Linked DNA regions of Mus musculus: all the other regions are linked to region 1. The links are chromatin contacts, called in public Hi-C and HiChIP or PLAC-seq maps. All regions are on one chromosome and are shown on one strand. Each heading gives the region's core, a stretch centred on a gene start, on an enhancer-like site or on the middle of the called end of the contact. The rest is flanking DNA. Distances are from core to core; before and after follow the strand shown.

Evidence for each region. Hi-C and Micro-C count contacts between places; a contact is called where the count stands out from the background. HiChIP or PLAC-seq counts read pairs in DNA pulled down with a chosen protein or histone mark.
Region 2: a contact with region 1 is called in an H3K27ac HiChIP or PLAC-seq map of SST interneurons, with 3 times the contacts expected there. The contact joins two enhancer-like sites. A contact is called at or near these places in 3 of 39 promoter capture datasets (cranial neural crest, frontonasal cranial neural crest and second pharyngeal arch cranial neural crest), 2 of 484 Hi-C or Micro-C datasets (bone marrow-derived macrophages and embryonic fibroblasts) and 1 of 115 datasets of contacts at active chromatin or transcription factors (SST interneurons).
Region 3: a contact with region 1 is called in a Hi-C map of bone marrow-derived macrophages, with 21 read pairs. The contact joins two enhancer-like sites. A contact is called at or near these places in 2 of 484 Hi-C or Micro-C datasets (bone marrow-derived macrophages and embryonic fibroblasts), 6 of 115 datasets of contacts at active chromatin or transcription factors (embryonic basal ganglia, embryonic forebrain, embryonic hindbrain and 3 more) and 2 of 9 other capture datasets (adipose tissue and embryonic stem cells).

What each region holds. Positions count from the first base shown.
Region 1 is chr8:122,018,752-122,022,496 of GRCm38.p6, reverse strand. Banp (BTG3 associated nuclear protein) reads right to left here. Exons shown (of 14, transcript NM_016812.4): 12 at 1,853-1,978. Among named protein-coding and RNA genes, the nearest start is that of Mir7237, 43 kb to the right of the region's middle. Within about 2 kb of position 1,941, at least 65 of the 459 cell types and tissues checked have an H3K27ac peak or open chromatin away from gene starts, as enhancers often do. A contact at or near this core is called in SST interneurons, adipose tissue, bone marrow-derived macrophages and 1 more, where this site is marked.
Region 2 is chr8:122,354,413-122,358,157 of GRCm38.p6, reverse strand. Trhr2 (thyrotropin releasing hormone receptor 2) reads left to right here. Exons shown (of 4, transcript NM_133202.3): 4 at 652-1,191. The coding sequence ends at 1,047. Among named protein-coding and RNA genes, the nearest start is that of Trhr2, 6.5 kb to the left of the region's middle. Within about 2 kb of position 1,992, at least 77 of the 459 cell types and tissues checked have an H3K27ac peak or open chromatin away from gene starts, as enhancers often do. A contact at or near this core is called in SST interneurons, bone marrow-derived macrophages and embryonic fibroblasts, where this site is marked.
Region 3 is chr8:122,329,635-122,333,379 of GRCm38.p6, reverse strand. It overlaps Zfpm1 (zinc finger protein, multitype 1), which reads right to left. Exons shown (of 10, transcript NM_009569.4): 5 at 1,191-1,290. Among named protein-coding and RNA genes, the nearest start is that of Gm46056, 13 kb to the left of the region's middle. RefSeq lists an enhancer at 3,419-3,709. Within about 2 kb of position 2,074, at least 49 of the 459 cell types and tissues checked have an H3K27ac peak or open chromatin away from gene starts, as enhancers often do. A contact at or near this core is called in adipose tissue and bone marrow-derived macrophages, where this site is marked.

The DNA of each region.
Region 1 (3,745 bases), core at 692-3,191:
AACTCCGTCAGATGGGCTGCAGTGACAGAATCAGGAAGTGGCTCTTTCCTAAGGACTCTTGGCATGTCTTTGGGAAGTGGTCGCTCTACCTCTTTCCTGGAGAGTGCAGTGGCTTCTGGGTCATCTCACTTCCAGTGTGAGTCCGCGCACCTATGGAGGACCTGACAGACTCTGCTCAGGGAAGAGTCAAGAGACAGCAGCAGCAGTGACAGCCTGTCCCTGCACACAGACAGCCCTCCAGACACACCTCCCTGAACCTGCTTACTGATGCTTTTCTGTATGTCAACATCTGGGCATAGGAGGACAGGAATCTCCATGGGCCATGGTGACAGGCAGTGGGCTATGCAAACACAGGGGAGCTGGCCCTCGGCCCTCTCTAGGTGCTTAAACTCAGGTTAATTAAAAGGAAAGAGGGTGTGCAAACACACATCTGGGCTCTGGTTTCCAGGCAAGCTCAAAAGTCCACATAAACACTTGCCTGGTACTTCTGCCCCCAAAACCTCAGCGTTCCCTATTCCACACCCACTCTGGCACAGCTGCTGCACAATGCTACTGGCCACACCCTCCCTCTTCAGAGCAGAGCAGGGCAACAGATGCTGAGTTGCCCAACAGCTGGCTGACAGTAAAGGCTCCTGGTTTTAGATTAAGCTAGGCCCCTTGCAGAGGGAAAAGCCTGAACAGAGTACAATGATCCAGTCTTCTAAGAGTCACTGACAGAGCCCTTGGGTTTCTCCTTCACACTGACTTGTAGGCAAGGTCATCGTCTGTGCTCAGAACTACATTTCTCCAGGCCTGGTGCTCTGCTTCATCTGACCAAGCAGGTCAACGTGAAACAAAACCTAGAATTTTATATTTAGGAAAGAGCAAGCAAGAGCTCCTGTTTGGGGACGGCCATTGGTGGCAGACTTGGTTAGAGCCTTGGCTCTTCCAGACTCTTGACCTTTCATGGGTAGGCAGGGCAGCTTGGGCTCTCTCTTCCCCTGCATTTACCCAGAATACCTCCTGCTCTCTTTACTCAGCAGTTCTTGTGGATCTTATTGGGTCCCACATGCTTCTCTGCCAACCCTGCAGGCTAGCGAAGCCATGCTCTACAGACAGATGAACATTTCCCACACAGCATCTGAGTCCCCGGAGCTTCCTAGTCTCACTGCAAGAACCTGAGGTCAAACAGACAGGACAGTGTCTATGGAGGATCTTTGGCCCACGTGTACCTGGCTGTCTCCCCTGACCTACCCTGGGCCATCCACCAGGGTAACCCAAGGACAGGCAGTGGGAGGGGGGGGGGGTTCCTTGAACAGCAGAAGCAGCAGCTTCAGAAGGAAGGAAAGGACACAAACACCAGAACTGCTGCAATAGCAGAATGGCCCTGTCTCCAAGAATGAAAGGCTCCGTGGGACGAAGGCTCCAAGCTCAGCAGATGGGCCTGACTTAATGGCCATTCATCAAGCCATATGTCTTCATATGCCATCAATTGTTTCGTATGCCTATACACATGTCTTAAGACACATGTGGTCATAGATGTGCACATGCACACATCTGCATGTAAAGTCCATGCCTGTTCACAGTGACCTTGTCAGCAATGCCAAACCCCTAACATGCACCTCCACTCTGATGTCTCTGGCTGCCCAAGCAAGCTCTTAGCCTCAGGCCTCTGTGGGATTCAGCATAGACAGTGGCAGTCATTGTGGCAGCCTCTGTAAGCCTGGGCTTAGTGTGTGGCACAGGCTCTGTAAGGACCTATGGCAAGCAGGACGTGCCTGCTGTCCAGAGCTCTGACCTGACCCTTCTTTCAAGGTCCCTGGAAAACACTGGTCAGGCCACCCACATCTCCCGACAAGAAACACTTACAAACCTGGATCATTTCATTTCCAGCAGGCAGATCAAGTGTGTCTCCTCCCAGAGGCCAAAGCTGGGAGGGATTAGCCTGGGCCACTGAGTCACCGCTGACAGGAATGGGATTCTGGCACAGGCCCCACGACTGGAAGAGATCAGAATGGGGGCTATAGGCTCTGCAGGGACTTGTCAAGCCACAGATCCCACCTTGTGGGGAAGAGGTAGGAAAAGGAGAGGTGCTGATACACTGTGGCTGCCTGGTTTGCTATCTCCTGGTAACTCAGAAGCCAGGCCACATTTGGAAACCCCAAGTTAGGAGTTATGACATAACCAGTTCCCCAATCATGTTACATTTTTACAGGTTCCTCCATGATGAATTTAAAGTAGCTGCAGTTGCATTTAAGGAAACTCTTGCAATCACAGAACCAGTTTCCCAGAAAACTCTGCTGTGCTGATTGTAGCAAACAACACCCTCCCTGCTCAGCAGCGCTGTCCTACCAGCACTGCCAAGAAAACCACTTTCTATATGAAACGCGAAGCTGCTGAGACGTGAGGTGTTATACTGTAGGAAAACCTGAATTTGCAATATTAAGACAAAGGTGTAACTTGACCAACCAATCAATGAATGGAAGCAAGATTCCCAGCTGGAAAAAAGCTTAGAAAGTCATGGCTTTCAAAGACTAGAAGCTACCAGGCCTGGCTTACAAATTGTCTCCCAGTGAGGAGGCTGTGGGGCCTGGATCCTGGCTACGGGATCTGACCACATCTGGTTCAGCTGTAGGGAGGAGCTGGTGAGCCATCACCTTGGCTGGCTGCTGTGATGAAGAGATCAAGATACGTGTCAGGGTGCCATCATCATACTCACTAGGAGGGTACTTGCCAGGAAGGCCTGGCCGTCCCTCAAAGTGTCCAGTTCTAGCCATGCTTCTTGGGCCTGCCCCGTGGGCCTCTGGTCCACTCTCAGGAGTTGTCATACTAGTGACCATTCCTCCTCCAGCAACAGGGGAAGACAAACACCTGCTCTGCTGTGTGGGCCATTCCTGAGTCTGCCTCCAGCACCAGAAGGAGTTTCCGAGGCATTTAACAAAACAAGCACCTTTAAGCCACACATGATGGCTGATTATCCTAGCATTTGATAGGGAGAAGCAGAGTTGAAAGCCAGCCTTGGCTATTTAAGTGAGTTGGAGGCCAGCCAGAGCTACATGAGACAAGCTAAGTAAGGTGTCACTGGTAATGCTACTCTCAGGTGAGAGCTATGACAGCCACAAGGACACTGTAGGAAGACAGCTGGGAGCCAGAGATGGCAGGCAGGGCAGGGAGGAGGACACATGGCATCTAACCACACAGCCCACAAACAAGGCTCCAGAGACTCCAGCAACACTGGACCACTTGCTCTGTGACTGACAATTGCAGAGGAACCCAACAGGTATGTACTACAAATGTTAAATGTGTGGTGTATCACAATGAGCACAGGAAGGTCCGCTGCATGCCTGAATCAAGCACATTCCAGTCTCTGGCATCTAGCAGTGCTTCAAGAGAATCAACCGCACAGGTTGAGGTTTGACCTTAATGTTAAATTGGTGAATAATAAAAACCTGAGTCAGATCCCAGCTATTGGACAGCATCGATGAGCTTGGGTTGGGTGACGAGGGTACATTTTGGCTGCCCAAGAAAACCAAGTAGTGAGTCTTCTTGGGGATCCCCGCTGCTACAGGGAGGAGTCTGGCAGATACAAGCCTTCAGCTACAAAAGAATGCAGCAATGCAGGCCACCATGGCATGGCACACAGGGGCAAGTCTGCACTTATCTCCCAAAGATGAACTTCCATTCCCTTCACTCTGCCTGCTCACCCCGCATCTGGAACAGAGCCCTGATCTGCAGGTTCTCCCAACAGGCTCTGGATGTGGAAACG
Region 2 (3,745 bases), core at 743-3,242, 340 kb before region 1:
CATTTATCCATCCATCTGTCCATCTATCCATCCATTCACCCACCCATCCATCCAATGCCTGCCAAGCCCTTGTATGTGCCAGGTGGGTGCTGGATCGTGGGGAAGGAGAACATGGGAAGGCCGTCAGATGCCCTCCTTGTAGACAACAGTAGAACCAAGTAAACACAAGCCCGTCCAAGTCCAGGGAGGAAGGAAGGAAGGAAACATGGCAGCGAGCGATGCTGGAGAACAGCAGTCAGGGGACAGTTCAGGGGTCTTCGCTGACAGGTGACAAATGGATAGAGCTGAGCTTGGCAAGGGAGAAACCCAAGCTGGGAGCATGAAAGTGTTCCAGGAAGAGGAGCTGCCAAGCTTAAGGGGAGGTGGCAGGCTGAGCAGAGAAGGGGCTTTGAAATGGGAAAAGTCACAGTGGGGACCCTATCTGGGGCTGGGGACTTATAACAGAATTGTGTTACAAAGACATTTTTGTTACAAAGAATTGTGTTACAAAGAAAGGATGGTGAGTGTCCTGATACTGTCTGAGGCCCAGTTCTGAGAGATCCCTAACCCTCTGGTTTTGGCACCTGACATATGCAGCAACCCTGTTGTCAGCTTCTCCCCATGCCTGGTGGGTGTCTCACAGTCACGCCTCCCCCCTTTACCTCTCTGTAGGCCACCAGGATGCTGGCCGTGATTGTGTTGCTCTTTGCAGTGCTCTGGACCCCCTACCGCACACTGGTGCTGCTCAACTCCTTCCTGGCCCGGCCTTTCCTGGACCCCTGGGTCCTGCTGTTCTGCCGCACCTGCGTCTACACCAACAGTGCCATCAACCCTGTCATCTACAGCCTCATGTCGCAGAAATTCCGGGCAGCCTTCCTGAAACTGTGCTGGTGCCGGGCAGCTGGGTCCCAGAGACGTGCAGCATGCGCCCCCACCAGCAACTACAGTGCTGCCCAGGAGACCTCCCTAGGAACTGAGAAGATGCAACTGGGCTCCCGTGAGGTCTCAGGTCCAGCAGCAGCTGCTTCCCTGCGTTGCCAGCATGAGCCCCACTTCAGTGTGCTCTGAGGACTCCTGCCTGGCCCCTGACTCCACTCCCCTGGTTGGCATCTGTTCTGAGCACTGGCGGGCCATCAGGAGAGGGGCAGGCAGCTCCTTGCTTCTGGGTCTCCAGAGATTCCTTTACCATGAAGAAGGACACTCGAACGCTCTCAGCTGGACCCTGGGTGGGAGGTTCTCTACTCCAAATTGAGGCCGGTGGGAACAGAGAGGAGGCTGGAGGCCCAGCCTTCACCGTCTGTGGGATCTACCCCCTTTATCTGTTTTCACCAGTATTTTAAGCAGTACCATGTTAAGGGTATTACTGAAGTAATGTTCTTCTAAGCTTTGATCGCATCTGTCCCTTGGTGAGCCCATGCACACAGGTCTCAAACCTGGTCACTGGACAGTGGGGGTTATATAGAACAGTGTCCAGCCAGTCACACCAGCACCCAAGGCTGCTCTGTGATGTTCAGCCCCAGCTTCAGCCCTCCTTCCAGTCTTCTGTAACAGTGGGCAGCCCTGCAAGAGACTCCACCAAGCAATCCTATCCACCGCAGATGTTCCTGAAGGAGATCATTTGTCTTTCCAACCTCCATCAAGAAGCCACTTGACCCCGAATGTGCAAGCCTGGCTCTCTCAACCCACTTTGCTAGCTGCTGCCCTGTAGGCTGTCTTTAGTGGAGGCGCACTGCAGACTCGAAGATGAGAAGGCAGGGAAAGCCTTTGCAGAGAGACAGCCTCAGCTCTGTCTGCAGGACTCCTGGTTGAGCCTGAGGACGGCAGGCCTCTGAGTCCTACCCTGTAAATGTGGTCAATGACCCTATCTTGGTCCTGGGACCCCAAGGCTGAGGGACTCAGTATCAAAGACGTCTCAACAAGCAGGACAGTTCACTCTGTGACTGGAGACCTTGGGAAGGCAGAAATTGGGGGGATGCTTGTGGGGGTGTGTGGTTAGCCTGGGTGACTCAGCCTTCTCAAGCAGTTTCTGGCTTCCTGACTGGATATGGTCCTAGTGACTCATCCCTGCACTGGGGATGTGGGGTGCTCCAAAATAGATGTGGCTTTTTAGGGGCTCTGCTTGCTGAGTCTGGGCTGGTGAGGCAGGGTATTTAGAACCTCGGGGGGGAAAGCCCACACAAAGGTGGAGGTGTGCCCGGGGCAGCTGAGTCTTACCTCTGGCCTCCCCATGTCATTCTCTCCAGTCTGAGAGGCACCTGCTCTAGAAGCCCTCATACCAGGCTGGCTGGATGTCCTGGGCCAGCACTAGCTCCATTCTGGACCGACTGGTTCTGCCACCCTTTGAGCAGGTTTTTCCTGAAACACCCCAGGGGATCTTTCTTCAAAGGTGCCCCTTTACCCTGTGACTTTTCCTTACCACACCCATGTGACATGTGGGTGTCCCCTTGCTGAGAGGCACATTTTCTAGAAGCCAACACACCAGGCTGGCTTGCTGATGTGACCAGAACTGACCCTCAACTCTGCCCTGTCTCCTGCACCATTGTCTGGGATCAGTGCTTATGTCCACTGGGAAGTAGTGTCAGGGGTCACAAATGTGGGGGACAAACATGGAGGCACAGCCGTGGCCTCCCACGCTGTCCCACCTCCCTCTGTGAGCTGCATGTACAGGTATAGTTTAGATGTGGGACCTCGCCCTATGCCTCTGGCCTGGACAAATCCACCATCCTTGTTCATGGGTCTCCTGATGTCAGACACGCCAAATGTTTTCCTGTCCTTTCCTTTCTAGTCAACTGTTCCCTTGAAGCACAGCACCTTCACCAACATGGCTGTGCCACATCTGTTGGGGGTCTATAGCAGCCATTGCCTCGTGTCATGTGACAGGCTCACAATGGCCTGGGCTTTAGATAAGCCAGTCCACAATGCTGACAGCCGAGGGATGGGACCCACAGGTACGACTGATGCCTGTCCACTCAGCTCTATACACCATCCTTACCCTGTGCCTATCAGTGACACCTGAGCCCTGCATCTGGCCCTCCCTGAGTACTTCTCTTTTTCTCTCCTAGGGTCGCAGCAAGAGTTGGGTCCTCAGTTCTTGAAAAAACTCAAGCGGGGCTAGAGAGATGGCTCAGCGGTTAAGAGCACTGACTGCTCTTCCTAAGGTCCTGAGTTCAAATCCCACCAACCACATGGTGGCTCACAACCATCTGTAATGGGATCTGACGCCCTCTTCTGGTGTGTCTGAAGTACAGCTACAGTGTACTCACATATAATAATTAAATAAATCTTAAAAAAAAAAAAAAAGAATTTAAGCAGCCCCATGAACAGTAGTGGAAGCTAAATTCAGCTGTACCAGAGAAAGTTCACTGAATGAGTGGAGCTCATTAGGACAAGGGTCACCTAAGGGGTGTCACTCAATGCAGAGCTGGAGGGTGGCTTTTACTGCCCCAGACTAGACTTTGATGACTCTAAGAACCTTGTAACCTGCTGTGCAGAGCACAAGTCTCTGCCTAGAAGTTATTCACAAAGTCCGAATGGCAACTCTACTGGCATGGTGCATTGAGCTTTAGTTCATAGCAGCCGGGGCCTGGCTCACTGAATCTAGCTCTTGTTCCTTATTGTATGCACCAGGAAGCAGCATCCTTACCCATGATGCTGCAAGTACAAACTGCTACATTCCCAGGATCCTGAATCTTAACTCCTCCTTGTCCCACTCATGTCTGGCTAAGTGCATAATCATTAACGTCACCGTGCACGGGCAAGTGACAGA
Region 3 (3,745 bases), core at 825-3,324, 310 kb before region 1:
GCCTGGTGCTGTTCCCACAGTAGCCTGTAGAGGGCAGCCTCAATCCACAAAAACCCAGGTGTCCTGGGCCAGCAGTTCTGCCACATGGCCTGGAACCCTGTGAGCTGTGAGTAGGGACACTTCTGGCCTCAGTCTCAAGCCAGTGGCCACTCCCAGCAGAAAGTGGGAAAAGAAAAGGGAGTATGTATGTTCTAAGGTGGCAGTAGGAGCTGAGCTGCAGGGTAGAGCCTGTGTAAGTCCCATTATGGGCCAAGTGATACAGGAAAAATCAAGCGACAATGTCCACAGGATTCCTGTGGTCACTGTGACCCTGTCTGCAGGCCCCACCCAGATCAGGTCATGTTTATCAGTATCATCCCTATAAGGGCCTCTGTCTTCTGTGGATGGCACACTTGGGCAGAACTGTGTTGTAGAAGCCTATGGGCAGGTCAGTCCTGGTGGTGCAAGCACATGGCTGACGGCTTGCCAACATCCAATCTGGTGTTGGGGCGTGTTCCTTTCTAGTGCAGGCTGCCTTCAGTGGTCCCCGGAAGCTCTTCTTGCTCAGTCTCCCCCTAAGCCCACGTAGAGAAGCAGAGCTCTCAGTGGCTGTGGAGGGCCCAGGGTGGCCCCTCTAGCCCTTGTGTTCAGTGGCTGTGGAGGGCCCAGGGTGGTCCCTCTAGCTCTTGTGTTCAGTGGCTGTGGAGGGCCCAGGGTGGCCCCTCTAGCCCTTGTGTTCAGTGGCTGTGGAGGGCCCAGGGTGGCCCCTCTAGCCCTTGTGTTCAGTGGCTGTGGAGGGCCCAGGGTGGCCCCTCTAGCCCTTGTGTTCAGTGGCTGTGGAGGGCCCAGGGTGGCCCCTCTAGCCCTTGTGTTCAGTGGCTGTGGAGGGCCCAGGGTGGTCCCTCTAGCTCTTGTGTTCAGTGGCTGTGGAGGGCCCAGGGTGGTCCCTCTAGCTCTTGTGTTCAGGGGCTGGCTGTAGAGGGCCCAGGGTGGTCCCTCTAGCTCTTGTGTCAGTGGTTATGATTCGCATGGGATTGCAGCTCCAAAGGTTGTCCATCATCCTCTCAGATGGGGTTCAGGGTGCTCTCTCAGGCAGTTTGATTGTTACCCAGATAAGCTGGTGTCCCTTTAAGAGCTGGACCAGTCAGAACCAAGTGACCCTGCCTTCTGAAAGACCTTAGCGGGGAGGGAGGCAGGCATGAGATACAGACCCTTCCTGTAGATCTCTGAGTTGGCGGCTTCTTCAGTTAGGACCTGGGGCAGCATCCTTAGCCAGCAGCTCTCATCCACCATCAGGGTCACAGCTGGGCCCTAGAGAAGAGTGGAGATGGGAAAGGCTCAGTCTATATAGGATGCCGAGTGGGGGGCTTTGCTCTGTTGTGTAGTGGTGGTCAGCAGCCTGGTAGCTCATAGCAGTAGGACTTGTGTAGTTCAAACACTATGATAACTGGAGGCATGGCAGGGAGCTGTGCATTCCCAGGCTATGCATTGGTCTCTGTTGGGAACAAAGGTCTAGAGCTGTCAAGCACTGAATCTATAGAGCCTGCTGATGTGTGTTCTCTTTCTGTGACAGCAGAGCTGCTGGCACCAAGGGTATGGCCCATACCACGCAACTGCTAGATTCCTGCAAGGAACTGAGAAAGGGAGGGAGGGAGGGAGAGAGGGAGAGAGGGAGGGAGAGAGGGAGAGAGGGAGAGAGGGAGAGCACGAGCCCATGTCTCTGTACAGTAGAGCTTTCCTTTCTGGTGCAGGGTGGAACTTTTGGCCCTGTCCGTTCATTGAGAGCACTGTCCTTCTCCTGAGATTGGCTGCCCCAACCCAAGACAGCTGTGTTGCCAGGGAGCGAGGGGTAGTGGGTAGCTGAGGCTCTGTGCCCTCTTCCCCATCATATGGGCCAGGGAACTGAGACAGAATAAAGGGGAGGGGGTTGGGGTTAGAAGTTCCAGCCTAGGGCTGTGCCACACACTTCCTCTGCAGCTCCATCTGAACCTGGAAGGGAAGAGCTCTGGGCTCAGCCCCCCAGGGCCACCAAAGCTGCTTGCTTCCTGCCCCCTGCACCCTGGCTCTCAGCCCAGCAGCAGAGGAAGTAAGTGTACGTGGCCATGTCTCTGTGCAGCCCAGGCTGGAAGGCTGGGCTGGGATTTGGTCTCCGGTGGAGGATGAGACACAGCCAGTGGAAGGCAGGGACAGCAGAGGCCCAGTCCTGTCTATCCTTGGAGGGTGGGGTGGGTGACTGCTGCCACTTGGGCACCTCCCTGTTCGCTGAGCTTACTTAGCCCCTGGACTAAGCCACTCGGGCACTATGTGTAAAGGCAGAGCAGGCCTGTGTATCATCCTGTCGGCCATTCGCTGTTTGATTCAAATAAATGCCTTTCACTCAGAAACCTGCACCCCAGGAACTCTTAACCCAAAGCTTAGAGCCCCTGCTCACTCCCGGCTCCTAAGAACCGCTGCGGTGGTCATGGCAATGAGCTCACTGGGTAAGGAAGATGACCAACAGGCTGGAACAGGAGGAGAAACAGGCTGCTGACTGTAAGGGGAACTGCCAGGACAGTGCTTGGCACTCCTGGGTCCCCTTGTGTGTGATGCCCACATAGGCTCTGGGGCCAAACGTCAGGGTTCAGGTCTGACCTTTCTCCTGTGACCCCTGTGGACCAACTCTTTACAGATCGCATTCACATGGCATATACAGAGCCAACAAGATAAGGCCTACTAGCTGGGAACTCCCAGTGACCCATGAGGTCATGACAGCCCAGCCCGGTGGCTTCCACGTCACCTGCCTGCTGCCACGTGGCTTGCCATGGAGCAGGGAGTGGAGATAAGCTGGTTCTGAAGGGGAGCCCTGGAGTCCTAGCAGGTAACACCTGCACCTCTGGCTTCAGTTTCCTGTATGCCAGCACGGTGAGGCCCACATGACAAAGTTGCTGTCAGGATAGGGGAAGGAATCCCCTTCCTTGTCCTGCCACCATCTCAGGGCGGTGGGAGAGCTGGGGGCTAGGGAGGCTGTGCCCTTCTCTGTGGGCCTTTCTGCCCTGGGCACAGATGAATGTGAGGATACAGGAAGCCCTAGAGCTGTGTATACTGGCCACGGCTGCTTACTTATGCTCTGCTTGAAGGATAACATGAACAGTAAGGCATCTCTGGACCTAGGTATTGCCTTGCACCCTGGACCTTGCTGGCAGTTGCCACACGTCCACTGAGGGAGTGCATTCTACCCAAGAGCCTGCTTCAGATCGGCTGGCTTCCGTCAGGAGGTGGCTCCCAGGGATGCAGGGGGTAGGTGAGCTTTCAAGGTCACAGTTGGATAGCACAGAGTAAGCAGCAGACGGGTGTGGGCAGCCACACAGGGGGCCTCTGACTCTCACAGGCTAGCTGTTCCTGGCCCCAGCAGATGGCTGTCAGTGAGGTGGCTGGGTCTGGCCCTCCCTGCCTCAGCCTTCCACTACTCTAATGAATATTAATGAGCGGAGGAGGGTGAGAAAATTAATCTGCCTGATCCTCTGATGGGTGCTGTGGTAACGATATGAAATCTAATTATTCGTCCCAATATTTCTAAACCCTCAAACTGAGACTGACAGCCTCGCGGTCGGTTTAACGCTTATCGCTCTCCGGAGCAGCGTGTTCACCGCATGATAAAAACACGAGCGCGCACACGCACGCCACTTTGCTGACGCTGCACAAGCTGCTCTTTCTGTGGCAGTCCCAGTGCATGGAACACCATACCGCACCCCCTTGCAGCACTGTGGCATGGGGTGCATGCAACCTT